Regions from separate parts of the Mus musculus genome. Here region 2 is linked to region 1. A link is a contact called in public Hi-C data. All regions are on one chromosome and are shown on one strand. Each heading gives the region's core, a stretch centred on a gene start, on an enhancer-like site or on the middle of the called end of the contact. The rest is flanking DNA. Distances are from core to core; before and after follow the strand shown. Region 1 has its middle 34 kb from the start of Cplx1. Region 2 holds the start of Idua (iduronidase, alpha-L).

The links. A called contact is a pair of places that touch in the nucleus more often than the background predicts.
Region 2: a contact with region 1 is called in a Hi-C map of cerebellar granule neurons, with 2.5 times the contacts expected there. The contact joins the promoter of Idua here to the enhancer-like site in region 1. A contact is called at or near these places in 5 of 39 promoter capture datasets (the 3T3-L1 cell line, embryonic stem cells, hematopoietic stem and progenitor cells and 1 more), 3 of 484 Hi-C or Micro-C datasets (cerebellar granule neurons and embryonic stem cells), 1 of 115 datasets of contacts at active chromatin or transcription factors (embryonic stem cells) and 4 of 9 other capture datasets (adipose tissue, embryonic stem cells, liver and 1 more).

What each region holds. Positions count from the first base shown.
Region 1 is chr5:108,514,738-108,517,597 of GRCm38.p6, reverse strand. It overlaps the pseudogene Gm10086. Among named protein-coding and RNA genes, the nearest start is that of Cplx1, 34 kb to the left of the region's middle. Within about 2 kb of position 1,432, at least 5 of the 459 cell types and tissues checked have an H3K27ac peak or open chromatin away from gene starts, as enhancers often do. A contact at or near this core is called in cerebellar granule neurons, where this site is marked.
Region 2 is chr5:108,658,972-108,661,831 of GRCm38.p6, reverse strand. It overlaps Idua (iduronidase, alpha-L), which reads right to left and starts at 1,501. Exons shown (of 15, transcript NM_008325.4): 1 at 1,334-1,501. Dgkq (diacylglycerol kinase, theta) reads left to right here and starts at 1,002. Exons shown (of 23, transcript NM_199011.2): 1 at 1,002-1,389. The coding sequence starts at 1,137.

The DNA.
Region 1 (2,860 bases), core at 183-2,682:
AGCGTTATCCCAATATTTCTTTTTTTTTCAAGTCTTGATTTTTATTACTTAAAAAATGTGCATATCTATTTTGCTTTCTGACTCTGTGCTTGTGCCTTCAACACTTTCACAACGATTTTCTGCTCCTCAATAAGGAAAGCCTGCTTGATCCTGTCACAGACACACTTGGCACACATGGACCCACCATAGGCCCTGCTGACGTGCTTCTGTGTCTTAGACAGTCTCATAAGGACTTTGGGCCGCACAGCACGAACCCCTCGCAGTCTGCCTGGGCACACGCCACATGCGGATTTAGGTGCTTTCCCAACCTTCTTGGTGTAGAGGTAAACAATCCTGTTGCCAAGGGTTCGAGACAGCCTAGTTTTGTTAGAGGCTGTGTTGTAGGAAAGCCTACGGCGGTATGTCAAACGCTGGACCATCCTGAGTGCCTCTGAGCAACGTCCCCGGAAGAGGAAAAGGAAGGGGCGGGTGAGTTCAGGGGTCAAGTGTCCCAATATTTCTAACCTTGTGAAATCATAGCTACTTGTGGTTGAAAAATGCCACGTGGGTACATGTCCGTAGCCATCTTCCTTCTGAGAGACTCTCTGTCTCTGCAACTCTTAGCCCCGCCCACCCACCACCACCCCCCACCCCCCGTTCAATCACAGGCCTCTTCACTAATGTAATTGGACAGAGAAAATCCTGTGACACCCTTGCAACTGCCTCTGTACACCTACCTCCAGGCACCACTGAATGACCCAGATAACAGTTCACTTGCTGGGGTGGCAGCTACTTCCTTTTCCTGGAGGTGTACCTAAGACCCAAATCTCTGGGTCTTTGCTACATGCTGTCACCCAGCATGGATGCTCATATAGGGACACCCATTAGTCTACCCATCTGTCATCCAGTGTCCTACCTACCTCACAGCCCAGTCTGCATTCCTTTTGAACTTAAACAATGACCTGAATGTTTTAGCTGCTGGAGAACTTGATCAGTTGGCCACCCAAGGAATGATGGGTCAGATCCTGGTGAATTATGTTCTAGTATCATCTCGGGCCTGGAATAATTGAGGTCCCTTCTCCTGTAGTTTTGTGTGTGTGCATGTGCGTATGTGATGGGAGAGGTGTTAAATACTTACTGTGACTGGTGACTTCTGTCTGAAGGGAAATGGGTGCTGAACAGCGGGATCAGGAACTGATGATACTCGTAAGTGGTGTGGTGGCTGTCAGAGGAGGTGACACATAAACCAAGAAGATAGGAGGCAGGAGCCATTCTCTCCCTCCTTCCTGCCACCACTCTCCCTGTACCTGTGTGTATGTGTGTGTGTGTGTGTGTGTGTGTGTGTGTGTGTGTGTGTGTGTGTAGGGTATGAGTATTCCAAGCCAGCCTAGCCCCAAACACTGGAGGTCTCTCAACCTTTTGGATGTTGGCATATCCTGAACACTTTGGCAGCTTTCCAGTCTCTGGCTAGTTTCTCCTTGGTGTCTGCAGGCAGCCAGGCCCAATAGTCAGGCTCTGATCTGTGCTCCACTCGGTAAGACCTACCCAGAGAAGCAGAGCTGTTTTGAATCATAAGCTACCTAACCATCAAGGCATTCTCGAAAAACTAAAAAGACCAGCAATTAAGGACCATTTTGTCTATCCCTGCTAATCCGCAGCTAGACAAATCCTACTGTCCAGGACATACCCAGCAGGGCCAAGGACCCCTGGGTCTGGGCCATCTGTCCACATATTTTGAACACTGGCTGCTCTCAGGTCTTCAGTCTACTTCAGATCAGTTTTGAAAGGGGATGGGAAGGAGGGGCGGTGGGAGACATGGTAGGACTCCTTCCAGGGTGGATGAGGGGTACCTGTGACCAAGCCCAGTTAAAACCTGCCACAGGTGAAAGGGTGTGAGGTGCAAGGAGTACTATGTGGGAATTGCAGAAGAGGTCTGAGCCAATCATCGCTTGCCACTCCTCCCCACACCCCCCAGGATTGTTTCCAAGATGATCACATGCAGATCCTGCCCAATCAAAGCTAGAAAGACTCGATTGCCTAGAAAACCTCCTCTGACCTCCTCAACTCTCCTGGGGAGAGGCCTCTGTTCTTCCCATTCCTGCTTACTTGCCACATGTTCCCGCCCCAACCCCCAACCCCCCAAGGCCACATCTTCCCTTTATCCCTTCTCTAACCTCACCTCTCCTTCAGGAGGTGTTCTTATCCTCCCCATTCCCCAACAGCATGAGCTAAGTGGTCACTGGCTTCTCTAGAGGCCATGAACAGAGCTTTCTCTTCTCTCTCTCTCTCTTTCTTTTTCTTCTCTCTTTTCTAAACCAAATTAAATGTGTCTCAGTCTGACCCTTTAGAGGTGTGAGGTAGGTCTTGTCCTTTAGCAGTTACAACTGAGATGCCAACCAACCTGTCCTGGTCTTTCCTCCTCATAAACGGGAAGTGCTGGAAGTGGAGTCAGAGGCAGAAAAGCCAGTGGAGATGTTCACTGGACCGGGTCCTATACCAACCAACATTGCTTTCCCTAGGGTTCCTATTGTACTCGCCACAAACTAAGGCTCCTTGCTGACCGGGACCTGTTCCCTTCCTTTTTCCCCAAGGTGACTTTGAACAAAGACTAGGTAAAATGAGGTGCGAGGGAACCGATGGAAGCAGCAAGAAATGTTGGATATTTCAGAAGACCAGTAATAGTTGTGCGGGTGAAGGTCTTCTGGACCCCAGGAATCCATCTTTCAACCCTCAGGTGAACTCTGAGCTGGCCTGTTGCTTTTGGCCTCACCTGATGTGACCTGAGTCAGGTCAGGCTGAGGGTAAGCCAGGAGCTGACAACCTGTGCTAGCGCTGGGTTGGTTAGTATGATAGGTACGACCATGTGCTCTCTGGGTGGCTG
Region 2 (2,860 bases), core at 252-2,751, 140 kb before region 1:
ATCAGCAGAGTTGAGCAGCCAGCAAGAGTTCATGAAGCATAAGAAAGGGTGAGCTTATTTGACAGTAAGTCTCAGAGACAAAAAACATTCTAGACCTAGTTTAGATTGTACTAGAAACTTCCAGGACTTGTTAAGAAGACTACTAAGGAAACTGAAGAGATGGCTCAGAGATTAAGAGCATTTGTTTTTTTGTAGAAGACCCTAGATCTATTTCTAGTACCTTCATGGCAGCTCAAAAACATCTGTAACTCCAGTTCCAGGAAATCCAGTTTTCTATTCTGACCTCCTCTGACACCAGGCACAGACAAAATGTAAGCAAATCAATCATACTGATAAAATAAAATAAATATATATTTTTTTAAAAGACAGAGCCTCTCTACATAGCCTCAGTTATCCTAGAACTCACTAGATAGACCAGGATGTCCTCATACACACAGAGCTCTCTCGTCGCTGTTTCCTTCCCTTGATGCACTCTGTGGCTACTGGGAATAGGCTAGAGGCCAGGAACTTTTTGGATCACCATTCCAGTAGTGTTTCCCCAACTCCAAAACAGAGTCGGCCTATAGAAGCAGGGCCCTTGAGGGCTGCTGACAATAGAGGCAGAATGACTCCTAGGTCCAAAGTCATAGGCATTGTCTGGACAACACAAAGCTATGGTTACTGTGGATGGCCTTCCCTTGCATGCAGGTACTCAAAGACCTGGGAACACAGTGGGAGAAAGTTTTGCCATGGTGTGTGTGAGGGTGTGTGTGTGTGTGTGTGTGCGCGCGCGCGCGCGCGCGTAGAATTAGGGGTTAAAGGAGCTTGTGGAAGTCCCACTGAATGTTTCCATATAGCTTCTCCTATGCTTATACGAGCAAAGGCCTCATATATCTAGTATCCTGTGTGGAGAATCTGGCGCTGGAGGTCAGAACAAATCCTCTTGGGCCACCATGCCCCTCTGTCTAGTCCAGAGGCCCCGCCTTTGGCAGGACGGCACCGCCCCTCAGGAGGCCCTCTCCAGTCTGGCCCCGCCCACGTGAGCCTGCGCGTTAGGTAGCGCAGTCGGAAGCCGGGAGCGGGCTCTGCCGAGGGCCCTCTCTACACCGCGGACCTGGCTTTATCGTGCGCTTGGAGCTGGGGCGCTCGGGTTGTGGATGGCGGCGGCAGCCGAGCCCGGTGCCCGGACCTGGCCGGGCAGTGGTTCCCCACGTCTTGGCAGCCCGGCCGGCAGTCCAGTGCTGGGCATCTCGGGCCGCACACGCCCGGGGTCAGGGCCGGAGCGGACTAGCAGAGCTATTGGCTCCGCAGCACCTGGCCACAGCTTTCGCAAGGTGACACTCACCAAGCCTACCTTCTGCCACCTCTGCTCGGACTTCATCTGGGGACTGGCTGGCTTCCTGTGCGATGGTGAGAGTCCACCCCGCGTCCTAAGGCCGCTCCCAGGAGCCGATGCCCTCCTTCCCGGGACACTGCCCTGACCTTTGAGACCTGTCCCTCTTGGCAGTGGGTGGGCACAGAGACAGACTCTGGTTTGAGTAGGACTTTCCTATGGAGGTGACACCCTGCTTTTAAGGTCAGGAAGGAGGGGTACCCTGGGTCTGGCCTCTCTTGACCTGAGATCTCAGGATTTCCTAGTGGGAGGTGGAGACCGAGTCGCCATAGTGCAGTGCTGTTGTTGTAATGCAAAGGCGCTGTAAGAGGCAAGGTGTGTGCTGAGGCAGTTGTTGGGCCTGGGCATAGAGATATGAAGGTAAGACTGAGACTTGGGGCAATGGGGCTCCCACTAGTGACCCGTGTCAGTGACTGGGGCAGCAGGAGTGGCTGGCTGTGGGTCCTGGGCATTCTTGTCCCGAGTGCATGCTGATGCACAGAGGGATTTAATGCTGCTCTGTTCAGGCTCAACTGCTTGGAGAGCTAGGCCCAGCCTTCTTTACAGTTGTGGCATGTCCCAGCACAGCTCCCACCCAGCTGCCAAGCCGGCTGGGCAGGACAGAGGATGGCACCTCTTTCTCAGCTCTCCAGGTAATTCCATGACTGCCCCTCTTTTTATTCTTACTCTTGTGAAGAGGCAGCTTCACAAGAAGCTGAGACCCAAATCTGTGGGGGACATCTGGGCCTTTGACAGTGTCACCTGACCAGGGTCCGAAGGTGGGAGCAATGAACCTGCCCTATTTGGGGAACACTAGTGTGCTCTGGGCAGGATCACTGAGGCCATAGCTCCTCACAGAGGCGTGTCTTCTGCTAGTGAGGATGGCAAGGTTGTCATGGGATCTCAGGGCTAGTAGTGACATAGGAGTGGTCACCTGTTTTTCTCTGTCCTATCTGCCCTCTTAAAATATCAGAGTCCCACTGAGATGGAGGCTGTGAGGTATACACTGACTTAGCTGCATATCTGAAGCTATGCCCCAGGCCGTACAAAGGTGGCCTAGGCAGGATGGTCCTCTGACTCACTTTATGGCTGAAAGTCATAGAAGGCATAGTTTGAAGTCTAAGTCTATTCTGGGAAGGTAAAGGTAGTGGAGGCAAACCCACAGATAGGAGGCTAGACCTAGGATCTCTGCAGAACTGAGAGATAATGAAAGTAGGATTTGAATCCAAGGAACCCCTCACAGATTTGACCCCTGAGCCTAGGTCTGTGGAATCAGGAAACCTAAGCAAACTCCTCATGTATAGCAGCCCAAGGTTCTGTTACCCAGAAGAGGGTGCAGAGCCCCTTCTAAGCAGCGTTGTTGTAGCTGTCCTCACAAGGGTATGGGCAGGAGCCTTCCACCTGCAGGAACATAAGACGGTCTCAGCCTACAGGGAAGGCAGCTGGCAAGACCTTTTGAGGTGGAGAAAATTGAGAGCCTGGGAAGATTCCTGTTAGGTCATTACTTAG